Regions from separate parts of the Mus musculus genome. Here region 2 is linked to region 1. Evidence: chromatin contacts called from public promoter capture Hi-C data. All regions are on one chromosome and are shown on one strand. Each heading gives the region's core, a stretch centred on a gene start, on an enhancer-like site or on the middle of the called end of the contact. The rest is flanking DNA. Distances are from core to core; before and after follow the strand shown. Region 1 holds the start of Capn13 (calpain 13). Region 2 overlaps Galnt14 (polypeptide N-acetylgalactosaminyltransferase 14).

Region 1 (7,378 bases), core at 2,691-5,190:
GTAGTAGGCAGCAAGTCCAAATGTTGTCATCAACCCATTATCCTGAAGAGCTCCCAGTTCTTAGAAGTCAAATGCTGTAATGCTGCTTTGAGTGTCTTAGTCTCTCTCTCTCTCTCTCTCTCTCTCTCTCTCTCTCTCTCTCTCACTCTCTCTGTGTCTCCTTTATTACTGATACTTGATTGCTGGTTCTCTCTCTATGTACTGTGTTTTAGACAACACTATTCAAGAGGCAGAGATGAAGGTGAGCATGCAGCTCAGTTGGTAAAACATTTGCCTACCATGCACAAAACCTTAGGTAAACTTAGCATGGCAGTGCTTTCTGTAATCTCTTTTTGTAATTTCAGGACTTGAAGGAGGATCAGAAATTCAAAGCCATCTTTACGTACCTAACCAAGAGTCTGAGGTCAGCCTGAGCTACACGAGATTAAGTCTCAAAAGAAGATTATGTCTCAAAAGGGGGTGTGAATATGGGTTGGGGTAGGGTGGGCAGAGTCTTGAGCATGGCAGAGAAGCCAAACTGTACTCTGGGCTTCTTATAGCCCGAGGATTTCTTTTGGCTGTCTTGCTGCATGCTCTACTGTGTGAAATTTTAGAGCTTTGGTATGCACACCAGCTGACTTGTTCCAAACACTCAGGGCATGGTCTAGGCCCGTCTATCTGAAACCCTCATGGTTCTCTCAGGGGTGAAAGAGGTGATCCCTGGGAAATAACCTGCTAACATCATGCCAACAGAATCCTTATTTGCTAATTAATAAAATATCAAAATGATCACTTAGTTCTTTTTGAACTTACATGTTATCTTGTCTTTTGAGAATTGAGAATCTTAATCTCTCTCTCTCTCTCTCTCTCTCTCTCTCTCTCTCTCTCTCTCTCTCCCTCCCTCCCTCCCTCCCTGCCTCTCTCTCTGTCTCTGTCACTTTCTTGTTTGTCTGTTTTGTTTTGTTTGGAGACAGATCTTATATAGCTCAAGGGGGCCTCAGACTCTGGAAGATGGCTCATTTCAGTCATGCACCTCTGTGCTGAGTATGAACGGTTGTTGTCAACTGTATTGCTGACAAAGGTTATAGCCACCTGGGAGATGGGCCTCTGGGTATGTTTATGGAGGGTTATCTTGACTATCTTAATTCAAGTAAGAAGACACACCCACTGTGGGTGTAACTATTCCCTAGGCAGAGGATTCTGGACTGTACAAGAGTAGAAAAAGTTAGCTGAGTACTAACACACAGTTATTTATTGTCATCCTCCAACTGTAGACATAATGTGAATTGTAACTTCAAGTTCCTGTTGCTGTGACTTCTTCCAAAATGAGGGACAATAACATTGAATTGAACCATGATCTAAAGTAATTCCTTTCCCACTTTAAATTGCTTTTGTTAGAGTATTCTTTCACAACAACACAACAAAAACTAAGATACTCAGTCTTTTTGGTTTCCTTTTTCTACCAAAGACAAGGAAGTGCCTCTGCTAATTGCTTCAGGACTCGGATGAGGTGCCAACCCTCAAAGATTAGATATAGGTTTCTCAGTGTAGGGCAAGGAATGAGATAACACAGCTAGGCATGCAGAAAAGTGAGTTCATCTGACCAAGGAAAGTAGGGGAGCCAAAGTGTGCTTCACGTTTCCTCGTCTCTATGCAAGGAAAGACAGGATCTACAACTAGTTCAATGATAAGTGTCTGGCCATGTCTTTCTGTAAAGAGAAGCAGGATGGGTGGCTTTCTTTTTTCCCGTCATTCTCTTGTTACTTCCCATTGCCTTCACTCTTGCTGCCCTGGGATGGTAGCTCCTAACCTGTTAGTACTGTAACACTTAATCATTTTCAGTAGCCACTTCATAGGGAGGTTAAGATAAAGTACACTCACTACAGGACTCAGCTTTCCTGAGCAATAATCACAACCTGTGTACTGCTAAATCCTTTGCTTACAACCTCACCTAAACTTTCAGTCTTGAGAGGGACGTGGTAGGAAGGCTATCACATCTGAAGTGAAGAGAAAACGGGAACACTTCCAACAGATAAGACAGCGAAGGGCACAAAATTTGCCCTTGGTGCCAATGAGGAAGCCATTCCACTGTGCGCTTCCCTGTGGAGCCTTCTCTACTGTGGTGTTTGTTTAAGAGGGTCACTCAACACAACCAAGGAACCAGAGCACAAAACAAGATGTGACAGAACTCTAGATCTGTCATTACATTTAGTAGGAGCTTAACAGCAACCTTCTCCATCTACAAATTAGGAATAATGAGCTTACACTACTTTAAACACTTGCCCATTACACAAGTAGCACATTTACTATACCCCATCATTCATATAGTCATAAATAAGACTTTGTATATTCCTGGTGCCTCCCCTCTCCCTAGGAAGTAATGGGGTGGAGCCTCAGTACACAGTAGGGAAATTCAAGAGAGTATGCTGACTAAAGATCCAGTCAATGCCTCTAGGGGATAAACAGAGGTCTACCTGTCCTTTGTGACTCCATTCTAAGCATAAAGCGAAATCTGCCTTTGTTCTAATTTGGGAAGTTTGAGGTTGACCTAAGCAGCTGGAAGTGTCTCCCTGACAACAGCATCACATCTCTAAGACAGGATAACTTCAGCAGCCTCAGAGGCACTTATGTGACTATGACTGCAGGAGGTGATGGAGGCTCCCAGAACCTCCACAGTGGTAGTGACCTGCCTTTTGTGTTGAGCTCAGACCTTTCCCAACTTCAACCTTAGGGCTAGTACACCAGATTATTAGAAAACAGTGTCTGGGATCTGTGCTTTCCTTTAGTGAATACAAACTGAATAACTACACTGCTGGAGCTATCATCAGTGGAAACAGAACTCATGATTACTGGGCTAGGCAGTTAGTACAGTGCTTGCCACAAAAGCATGAGGATCCAACTTTGAGTCTTGGCATCTATGTAGAAAGCTGGGCCTGGTGACATATACTTATCTTAACAGAGATTATAAAGAGGCAGAGACAGGCAGGTCCCTGGGACTCACTGTCCATTGTTCTAGCAGAAGCATTGAGTGTTGGGTTCCAGTGATGCTGATTCATAAAACAAAGCAGGAAGCTCCTGATGAAGCATCTAAAGTTGGTCCCTTGTTTCTGTATACATGCACACACACACATACACACACACAATAAATAAGTAAATAAATAAGGTAGACATCAAATTGACCTTTTAACTTTGTGCACACACAAGCACATATATTTATACCTGTGTAGGCACAAAAGAAAGATTAAAGAAGGAGGAGGAGAAGGAGAGGAGGTGAAGAAGGGGAAGGAGAAGGAGAAGGAGGTGGAGAAGGAGAAGGAGAAGGAGAAGGAGAAGGAGAAGGAGAAGGAGAAGGAAAGTCATGATTTCTGTCATCTGAATGTTCTTAAGGTCAACCATAACTTCAAGGTTGTGACTCTGTATGAATGAAAGGCAAAGGTGACTAAGTGACCAAGACCCATGGCAAAATTGGGATAAGCTTCTCTATGAAACTCATCTTCTGTTTGTCTCTAATAGTTTCTAAAAGTTGAAAATAGATTTTCAATACCATGTATTTGGACCATAATTCCCCCTCCCCCTGAGTATTCCAAGCATCAATCTCTTTGAACTTGGTGCATAGAAAAGGCCTGGTTTTTAGAGCCCCTGAATCCTGCATCATAGCCCTGGCACAGCACCCAGAACCAGCATCAGGAAGGTTTCTGGGAAGCACATAGGTTCATGAATGGTGGGAGGATTCCCTCGGTCCAGAGCCTGAGAGATGGCTGCCTGCACTTCACCTGTGTCCTCTGCAGGTGCATCCAATAGAGTAGCACCCTGAGCAGTGTTCCTGAAGGAAACTCACCAGTATGAGGCAGTTGTACTGGCCAAGCAGTCTTGAGGCCTGGAGAGAGGTAGAGGGGACGGTGGAGGAGACCTCTGTTCCTTTGGAGGGAATACAAGGGAACTGGCAGTACTAGGTTCTGCCTGCTTCTTCCTCTCAGTTACTTCCTTATATAGGTGCAGCTGGCACTGCAGCCCCACCTTAGTTAAACAGTATTTTCAGCCTTGGCTCTGGGGAGACAGAAACGGGGGTGGGGGGGGTTGTATTAGCTTTCAACAGGGAGATCTCCCAGATTACCAGTCTCTTTGACTCCATCCCTACCTGATCCTACCTCACTTCTGACACACCTACTGATTTCTTGCCTGCCTGACTTGGATTTTCACTGTTTTCGAGTATTCACATGGCTCCATCTTTACTTTGTTCCTGTAATTTTACAAAACCAGGGAAACAGCTCTCCTATGTCCTCATTCTGGAAGCTCAAGCACCCTGTCTTCCCTGGCAGGAGTGGTCACTCTGAGCAAGTCACATCTCATGCTCCTTCCGCTGAAGAACACATTTTCTTTTTACAAATAAATTTCAGAATACATTAACCCCTGGGCATGGTGAGACCCGCAAATGGACTCTGCATCAACTCTGCTTAATGGAGTGTGGGAAAATGGATGGGGCCTGGGAAGCTCATGCCTCCTGGTTGCAAAACCCTGATACTGCAGTTCAGCCTGGGTTATAGGAGGTAATGGGGAAAAATGGGCAAGGAAGGACAAACGTGGAACTCACCAGAAATGAACACGAACGTCTGTTCGCAAACTGATAGGGATGGGAAGAAGGGGATTTGGAACATGGAAGGAAGAATGTGACCACTTGAGAGATGTGGCTTAGACTGCCCATGGGAGACAGATTAGAGAGTGGGTAAGCTAGAAGGTTGGTCATGGCTTGACTTACAGTGGGCTTGAAACCATCCCTACAACTTCTGACTAGCAGATCTAGGGAAGCCCCTTCCCTTAAGCCTTAATTTACCAATCAATGAAATGAATATTGTTTGTTTATCGGGGCACGCTCTATTAGAATTTTCACTAAAAAACACAACAAACAGCACACTTTCTATAACTATGAATAAGAGTGCACAAAAAGGCACGCTTGTGGTACATGCTCCAAATAATTTTACTGATTGAATACGCAGTTAAAAACAGTTGAAAGCCATCAATATCAGAAAAAAAAAAAAAGAGCAGAGAGAAAATGTTTTAGAAAGCCCCACCATATATTAAGATAGTGCCTCTAGGAAAATAATTGGTTTATTTTTTTCTGGCTTACTGATCTTCTTCTCTCATTTCATGAAATATTTTTACTCCTAAAAGCAAGAGTCCTTGTCCTTATAGTATTCACTGAGTGACTGAGTTCAAAGGGAAATGTCCCCTGATGGAGTGTTTGATGTCAGAAGATAAGTCCCTTTTGCTGATAGTCCAGCTGTGAGAATTTAGAATGGCTGAGATGAAGGGGCTGTTTGCTAATCTGGCTTCTTGACTCTTTGTAGTCTCCCTCCCTTTTCCTGTATGAACCCTAGCAGCCAGCTTTCAGTGATCCTTGCTTCTAGAGAATTCTGTTCTGAAGCTATAAAACAGATGACACTTCCCATTAAATCTTAACTAGACTTCCTGCTCAAAAAGAATGTGGCAAGCTCCTTACCAGATACCTGCTGTGACATGCAGCCCATTGGTCCCCAAGTGGGAGGTCCCATAGCCATCCCTTTCCTCTGTATGGTGGCAGCTGTGTACGAAGGTTCTAGAAGCCCCTTCTACCACTGTCATAATCTTTGTGTAACAGCCACACAGATCCTGTGGTGGCCACGCCTGGACTTCTGGGGGCTCTTTCCCTAGAATCTGAATGAAGAAGTTATGTTTTCCATGGCCTGTTGTGTCACCATCCTTCCTGCAGTGGCTTGGCTGTCCCTGTCATGGCTGCTTCCACATCTGTGCTTGTGACATTTTTTTTTTTGCTCAATAACCTGTAGAAGAAACATAGGGCAGAATAAAAACAGAGACAGGCTGGGCTTAGGAGCTACATCCTGTACTTAGCCCAGGCTAGAGTTCTTGAGTCAGCCTACCTCCCAAGGAAAGACTGCTTTCCTGAAAGCCTCCTTAACCATGTAAATGACCCAGTCTACAGCCAGCTCTCCACATGCCTAAGCTTGAGTGCAAGATGAACAGCCTTTCCTAGCTCCTTCTCCTAGCTTCTTATCTTAGTCCTTCAGCTCTGTGTTGGACTTTCTCACTGTGTCCCTTTATTATCCCTTCACAAACCACTGCTTCCTATACCCCGCTCTGTGCTGTGCTCAGGACACATAACTGTAGACCCCAGTACTTTGACCCTCTGCCCCCTTTTCCACATAACACTTTTATTGACTCTCCGGGAGTACACATCACATACCCTGATTATAAATCCTTCCCAGTTCTTCCATGTTAACCCCCTGCCTCCCCTCCACCCCCCAGTGCTTGTTATCTCCCCACCTCCAAAAGAAGAAAAAATCAGCAACAACAACAACAACAAAAAACCAACTCTACTTTATGTTATCTGTAAACTCACTGGAGCATGGCCAAACTCTCAGTGGCCAGCCCCTTAAACAGTCCTTCCCCTCCCACACCTCTGCCAGAAGCCATGGAGACATACACTTCAACATCTCTGACACACAATCTAAGGGTTCTTTTCAGTGGCTTCTTGTCTGGGCTGTTACTTTTTGGAGGTGGAGTGGGGTGGGTGTAGGGGTTGACACTGTAGGGGTTGTCCTTCCCTCTCAACTGTGGACCCTCAGTCATTGATATCACAGCCTAAGTAGCTCTCTTGCTCTCCACAATCGGTGGGAACATGGATTTGGGGCCTCCACAAAGTTTCTAGCAACAGAACAGACCACAAACACACCTCCCTCCCTCCCTGCCCACCCCCCCACCCCCCACCCCCACCCCCGCTGCACAGGAGAAAGGGGGAGAGCAGACAAGCCCTTTGGAGGCTGCCTGGACCACAAACATGGCCTCAGGTGTCAGCTCAAGCAGCCCACATCAGTATGGACTCCAGTGGCTGCAAAGCATATGGACATGATTTCAGGCGACAGCAGAGACCATAGACCTCCACATGACTTTTGGTGATAACATGAGTCATGGACATCAACATAGACCTTGGGTGCAATAGGGCCTTAGATCCAGATGTGGCCCTTGGTGGCAGCAAGGATCTGGACATCATTACCATGGGTCATGGTGGCAGCCCGGCCTATGGACAGGTAACACGACTATTTGAATGAGAAAGACATACATAACTGACAGCCGTGGGGCAGCCATATGATTTGTGAGTGTTATGATGGCCATTAGCCCCTTCAATAACGTTCCTACCCAGGGAAGGCTCTTTGAGTAGAGAGTCACAGGAGGCCTTGCTGTTGAGTAGAGAGAAGGTGCAAGAGAGCTGGTGGAAGATGGGCGTAGTGGAGTGTGCGTAGACAAAGCAGGGGAGTAGAAGGCAAAAATCCTGGTTCCACTTGGTGACTTTTCTCAATAGGAATCCCAGGAAATCAGCAGCTAGGGACAGGGCATGACAAAGTAC
Region 2 (7,378 bases), core at 1,760-4,259, 260 kb after region 1:
TCTTTACTTCCAGCATCCTGAGGCTGAAGGAAGGATACCCTTCGGCAGCGATAAGACTGATACCAAATATTTGGGGTTGATGTATAAACACTTTCTGAAAATAAAATTCAACTGGTCCAGTGAAGAAAACTTAGTTTCAGATATAGCAAGGCTCAGTTGGTAACAGGAGGGGCCGATAGACATGAGGAAGGTCATACCAGAAGCTGGCAGAAGTCAAACACAGAGACCCACAACCATGACTAAGATGGATGTCAAGTCTATAACTGCAGCTACTACTTCTTGCATGGAAGAAGCATGGTTTCCAAAGAAGGGGACTGCAATTCAGTCTTTTCTGAAAAATAGTTTGTAAATACGTGTAGAAAAGCTTCCCTTTCCTTCCCAACTTGTAAATAAGCGTGGTAGGGTGGCAAAGACTGGGTTAACTCCCAAAATATCCTGGCACAAGTGTTTGGGGTTGGGTTTGTCTGAAACAGTCTAATTTATCTCAGCAAAAACACATTTTTACATTTACAGCCAGAAATAGTTAAACATTCGAAAGTGCACATGCTTATTTTGTTGAGGAAATTATACACATTTGTTTGATTAGCTTTGGTAAATAAAATAACCAAGTCATCACTCAAAACTCAAGACGTGGCTGCAAAATTGATTCAAGAAAATGTCAAAATAAATCACAGCTTAAAAATGCATGCTATGTAACTCCTAAAAATGAAAGCCGCATCTATCTCTGTCAGAGCTGGGGAGCCTGTGCATTAAAATTGTATCAAAACTGAAATGCATTTTTGAAGGGAAAGTATTGATTTAATCGACTCTTCCTGACTAGTGATTCACATCATGATTTAAATCAATTTGATTTTAATCGAGCCCACCCTATCCAAAAGTCACTTATACATGCCTTTGGAGTGCAAGATGTTATTCTCAGTGGTCTATCTGACTTCCCAGCTGTGGGATGCTCAAACTGATATTAAAAGGTTGTCATGTTAATAGGGAAAAGAGCAAAGACTTCTATAACCTTAGACTAATGACAGGCCATCCTAGAAAAACCACCTAAGCATCAGCTATAGATAAACAGAAGTCTCAAGGATGGCAGGACCTAGGACAAGACAAGGTCCTGTGCAGATAGGAGATTTCAGAAAGTCCCAACAGTGGGAAAGAGGGATGCTTTCTGTCCAGTGGGGATACACCACAAGAGGGGCATTGGATGGCAGGTAGAATGAGTGGGTCATTGAAGTCTCATGGGAGTAAGAGAGATGCTTTCAAGGCTGTCCTGTTGTAGAAACTTAAGAACAGCAGTCCAAGCTCTTAGAAGTTTGGCATGAGAGAAGTAAAGAACAAGGCTGGTCTCACTCATAAGAGGTTCTGACAACCAAAGAGTCAGTCACAGATGATGCTACAGGTCAAACCAGGACAAAGTAGAGGCTTGAAGAAAACCAACTTCCAGGATCAGAGGATTAGGGGAGTCTTAGCAGACAGTTGGTCTGAGCCTTGAGCATTCGTTGGATGTTAAGAATATGTAAGAATAGAAGACCTGATGGGATGAATGAACTATGACCTTGACCTTCATGCCTCAGCTTTCTAGAGGGTACAATCTACTTCATGAAGGTTCAACATACTGGCATGTGGAAAATATGAAATGAAAGAAGAGAAAGAGAGATGATGATGATGACGATGGTAGTCATGATCATGGTGGTGATGGTGGTGATGATGGTGATGAAGAAAATGTTGGTGGTGCTGATGATGATGGTGATGGTGGTAGCAATGGTTATTGGTGATGACAGCAACAGTGATGATGATGGGTAACTGAATGTTCAGTTTACCCAGCATTTTCTAGGATTCAGGCTATTCAGTGATAAACCTAGAAACAGCCAGGTATACTGAGACGATTGCCTGTTCTATTCCACCCATTTTCAGACTGATCATAACAGGGGTCAGACTGGAATCTGTAGGCAGGCTTACATACTTACAAACGATGGGATTAATGACCAGGAAGATACAGAGATCCAGAACCCCACATCTCCCTGGAGTAGAACTGAGTATTCTTCAATGGGTACCATAGTCTGGCTTTTCTCTTCAAGGCACCTGATGATGGGGATGTAGTCAATCGATGATCCTTAACGAGCTGTCCAGTCTAATCATTTCCTGCTGTCAGATCCAGTTAAAGAAAACAGACAGTAGCAGGAAGATGGTAAGACAGCTTGGTCTGGGGATCCTCAGGCCCTTGGGGGCTCATCCGATCTCATTTTGTGCCCACTTTTCACCTCTGCCCAGTAACTACTGCAAGCCTGGCACAAAGTGGGCATTCCAGCCACATGCACAGAATCCAAACTAACTGGGTTCAGCTCTGCTACCTCTCTGGAGTAAAAGTGAGGTCCCTGATTAAATGTTACCACACCAGAGCATGCCTCATGGACTGGTTCTGGTCCCCAGGCCAAGTTAGGCCCATCTCTCCTGTGACATCTGAGAACAGGGCAGTTCTGTAGCCTTGGTGCCTACAGCACATGCTGTTAGAGAAGGCTAAATTAGTAAAAGTAAAGAGGACTCTGCAAAATCTTGCTGCAAGCCTGAGGGATCAGGGATTGGCAGCTTTGAGAGGAGGGGATTTAGGACAAGAGATTTCTAGAGGTCAAACACAAATGTCAGAATAGAGGATAAAGAACCCTGGATTCAGAGGCCATTTCTCTCAATTCAGCCTTCCTCTCCAACCCAGAATTTCAACCCTGGAAAATTCATATTACCCATGAGCCTGGGCCCAGCCCCATGAGAGGCATTTTTTTCACATTTGGTACTCATGTGATCCACAACAGAAAGCCAGGAAATATGCATTGCTACCCTCCATCTTACCAAGAGAAAGCAGTCTCCAAGTGGAACTGAGGCTGAGAGAGGTGGTAAGCCTTTGAGATAAGACAGATAAGGTCAGGGTCTCGGCTGTGAACCACGAGTTGGAAAGCATGAAACCACAGAAACTGGTGAGTTGGGAGTATGCCCTGACAGAAAGCTGATATCAGAAACAGGAAGACTTGGGGTTTGAGAAGAGCCCTCGATGGGCTAGCCAACCAGAGGACTCAGATGCACAATTCAAATCAAGAACTGCTTACTTGCCAGAATCATAGGCAGACAGAGGTACCTGCATGAAAGCATGTGTACACACACACACACACACACACACACACACACACACACACACACACTGATTCCATGTAACCATGTCAGACTAATTCATCTAACCAGGAATCTAACTTGAGGTCTCCACTCCTTCTTCTCTATCTCCTAGGCATCTCCAAAAGCAATCCATGACCTCCTGAACATTTTGACATCAGATAGCAAGAAAGTGAAGCAGGCTTCAGAGTGGGGAGTTTGGTGTTCAAGTATAACCTTCAGGAACCCCAAACTCTCCCAAAAACAGTGGGAGGAGAGTTCAACTTCAAGTCAAGAGGTAAAAGAAAGACCCCCCAGTCACAGCAAGACTCAGGAGCATGGCAGAAGCCACACTGGTTAAAGCAGGGCTGTCCTCTCATGCCAACACCCCAGTCTGGACACGGATCTACTCAAAGCGACAGGATCCAGAAACACTAGCTCTACCCCAAGCTTAGCTGTCTCTGTCACACTGTCCCTTCCTGTCTACCCACTCCACTGGAGGAAGCTCATTAGAACACTCCACTTCCTTTGTGTTTGTGGCTGTGGCTGTGATTGTGACCCCCCTCATTAACTCTTCTGGGCTACCTTTTCTCTGAGTGAAGCAACCATTTCCAGCCCACGAGTGCCATATGCTCTCGGTCAAATCCACCTGGTCATGAGGTCTCCACTGTAGGACCTTTATGACAGAGGGACCACTCTCTTCTCTTGGCCACACCTTTTGTTCACAGACTCAGATATGAAGTCTCCAGCCTGCTGCTACCTTCTAAGAATCACATCTTTCAAATCACAAAAATCAGCAGAAGGCCACAGCCAAGGACCACTCCTGAACAGGTCCCTGCATTGTCTTCACAGCCAGGCTCTGTATCACCACAGTGTCTAGCCTCGGAACACCCCGGCCTTTCCCGTCTTCCTGGGGCCTTTCCACAGACGAAGAATGTGACCTTGAGGACATCTCCATCCCACTAAATCTCAGCTTCTGCAGCCACGATGATAGGCGTTCCATGAAGGTTATTAGTGGTTTCCTCAAGAATGGAAGGAAATCAACCCACTTCAGTGTTCATATGATATGTTAACTAAGAAGCCACACAGAAGGAAAGACACTCTCAGTTTAGTAATGTCTTCAGCTGAATCAGTTTTTATTTAATGACATATGAAAGGTGTTAACAGAAATTCTCAGCTTATTTGTGGCTCCGAATCAGTGGTTTCAGCTACCCCAGCCAAGATGTCCTATTGTAGTCTGAATGTGAAATGTATCCTCTAGGCTCATGTGTTTGAACATTCCCCTAGAGCCAGCCATCTGGTGCTGGTTTGGAAGCTTGTAGAACCTCTTGGAGTTGGAACCTCATGGGAGGAAGTAGGCCCCTGGAGGAAGACCTTGAGATGTTTGAAGCCTATGTCTGTCCTGGACCAAGAAGACAATATAGCCAATGCCTCAGGCTCCTGACTCCACACCATTCCCTGTCATGGTTGAAACTCTCCCTCCCTCAACATGCCAGGTATGTAATCTCACCAATAACTATTCTAAGGTCCTAGAACATTAAATGGAAGATTTCAGAGATAAGAAAATGATGTGTTTTACGTTGCGTGCTGTTCTGCTGCACACATGTTCCACACGCTCCCAGGATGCAATTGACACCTGTGTTTAGAGCATCCCTGCCATATAGGCTGTCGCTCTTAGTAACTCAGGAGCCATCATGGTATCCAGCTTGCTGCCTTAGAATTGCCATGATGATGTTCAAGTGATTTTTTTTCAGTTAATAATGGGCTTGAAATACATAAGCATCACTGCTGGCAACTCAAATACACCAAGGAGAAGCCTGGGGGCAAAAGAGGAAATGGTTTCCTTTAAGTACAAATGTAGAAGTGGTTGACAGAAAAGAGAAACAATCAATCATATGTCAAGGCCACTAAGATCTGAGGCGAGTTGTTAATCCCTTTCCTTGCATAATACATAAATTAAACTTGAGATAAGTATATATGTATAGAAGAAACAGACTATGTAACAGAAAAAAACAGAGGGTTTGATACTCACCGAACTTATCTTGTGTGGATCAAAGAAGACCAGTGGGGAGCAAGGATGCATCTCTCAAGAGTAGAGAGCTTGCCTTTCCTACACAAGGCCCTAGGTTGAGTCCCTAGTACCACAAAAGGGGGCTGGATTAGTGAACGCATGAGTGAAGCTTACTGTTTAGTTCTTTCCAAGCAATGATTGGTACTTGTGGACTTTTAGATGCAAGCTAGCAATGCCATGGGTGCACAGCCTGCAGACAGGACAACCTCCAAAAGCCTTTCAATGTCTTCAACTCAATATAGATTTGCAGAGAATGTGCTAAGAAGGGTAGCTAGGGAGACAAGTAAAATACAAGAGACTAAAATTAAGATGACTTCTAATAACTGGTAGAAACCTCAGACGAACATAGAAAATAACAAGGCAGAATGTGGCCTCCGTTAGGAAGAATGGTCAAGGATGGCTTGTCTGGGTTAGTGACATCTGGTCACATGATCTGGAAGATGGCAAGGCACCGGTCATGGGAAAGGGTGGGGTGGGGGGCGTTCTTGGCAAAAACAATGTCCCAAAAAGCTCTGGGCCAGGGCCAGCATTTAAGTAGGATCTGTTTAAAGAGCTTTATGGCTGAGGATGTAAATAAAGAGGGTAAACTGTAGTAGACATAGCAGCAGTGTCATTGGGTTATCTTAAATTTGTGAACTGTACATGGCATCCAAATGGATAGAAGGATGAAATTCAGAGATAGCTATTCAAGAGATGGGTACTTAGCCATCAGCATAGGGGTGTTAGGGGTGTTCTAAACTGGGGAGACAGGAACCTAAAAAGAAAAGGAAAAGGGGAACCTCTAAACCAAGTCCTTAGCTACATCACCACTGGGCTGAAGTCCAGAAAAAAAAAAAAAACAGGCAAGGGATTAAGAGTCACAAACAAGTAGGGCTTAGTATTATTATAAAACCCATAAGAAAAAGGAATTGATTGAGTGGGGAGGGGCAGCTTCTGAGAGTGGAGAAGAAACAGTGAGAGCGGAGATACAGCTCCTGATCCAACAACAGAGATGATTGTCATAGATTTCATTTGTGTCCCCCAAGTTCATTTGTTTGTTTCACAGCAGTGAACCACTCTGTAGTCTATTATGGTCTGAAACGTACTATGTAGCCCAGGCTAGCCTTGCACTTCTGAGCAATCCTCCTATCTCACTGTACCAAGTGCCCCAACTCCCTGTTGTTAAAGCTTATGCCAAACCTAACTCTCAATGTAATGGCATTAGAAGGTGGGGACTTGCGAAGGTTATTAGGAGTCTTTTTTTGCTTGTTTGTTTTGTTTGTTTTTTTTTTTTTTTTTTTTTTTTTTTTGAGACAGGGTTTCTCTGTATAGCCCTGGCTGTCCTGGAACTCACTCTGTAGACCAGGCTGGCCTTGAACTCAGAAATCCACCTGCCCCTGCCTCCCAAGTGTTGGGATTAAAGGCATGTGCCACCAAGGCCTGGCTAGGAGTCATCTTTAAGGGGATTAGCATCTCAATAAAGAATGCCAGAGAGTTTTTTTTTCAGCCTTCCCCCACTTGAGGTTATAGTGAGACAGCAGGAACCTGGACGTTGGCCCTCTCAAACACTAAATATATTAGTACCTTGTTCTTAAAGTCGCTAAGAGTCAGCCTCACAAGAAAGGCACTTCCGTTATGAATTATGTATAAACACGTGGTCTGTGGCATTCTATTAGAGCAGTCCAAAAAGACTAAGAGGGGAGAGAAGCCTAGGTGCAGATGTTGGTGTGGAGATCACTGAGATGAGATGAAGGAGCAAATGGTGAGAGAGAAAGAATTAGTGGGAGCCTGTGAACAGCATCATTTCTAGAATGTGGCTGCCAAGAGAAATAGAGAAAGTGACATAGGAAAGGTTCATGATTATTGATGAACAAAGATTCTCTCCTCAGGTTCCATAGATAGGCTCTATTTACCACCTAGGAATGTTCGGCTTGACCCATGACTCAACATGGCTTAATGGGAGTAGAGATATGACCAGAACAGGACTTTGAAATTGACCTAACCTGCGCCTATGCCTTCTTCATCATGCCTTCTTTTCCCATGAGAATAAACTTTGGGCAGCCTCTGGATGAAGAAGGGTAAGCATCATTCACAACCTATAGCTGGAATCCCACTTAGATATGTAGAACCCTAGAGTACACATAAACCTACAACAGAAAACAACAAAAATAGCCGGCAAATGTCTGTTGCATACCA

What was found. Promoter capture Hi-C pulls out the DNA fragments that hold promoters and counts their contacts.
Region 2: a contact with region 1 is called in a promoter capture Hi-C map of pre-B cells, with 2.5 times the contacts expected there. The contact joins the enhancer-like site here to the promoter of Capn13 in region 1. A contact is called at or near these places in 9 of 39 promoter capture datasets (the 3T3-L1 cell line, 3T3-L1-derived adipocytes, the C10 cell line and 5 more) and 3 of 9 other capture datasets (adipose tissue, liver and pancreatic islet).

What each region holds. Positions count from the first base shown.
Region 1 is chr17:73,395,356-73,402,733 of GRCm38.p6, forward strand. Capn13 (calpain 13) reads right to left here and starts at 3,941. Exons shown (of 23, transcript NM_001033444.2): 1 at 3,818-3,941.
Region 2 is chr17:73,660,437-73,667,814 of GRCm38.p6, forward strand. All of the region lies in intron 1 of Galnt14 (polypeptide N-acetylgalactosaminyltransferase 14), which reads right to left. It overlaps Gm46602 (a long non-coding RNA gene), which reads left to right and starts at 7,096. Exons shown (of 2, transcript XR_001782216.2): 1 at 7,096-7,260. Within about 2 kb of position 3,010, at least 8 of the 459 cell types and tissues checked have an H3K27ac peak or open chromatin away from gene starts, as enhancers often do. A contact at or near this core is called in pre-B cells, where this site is marked.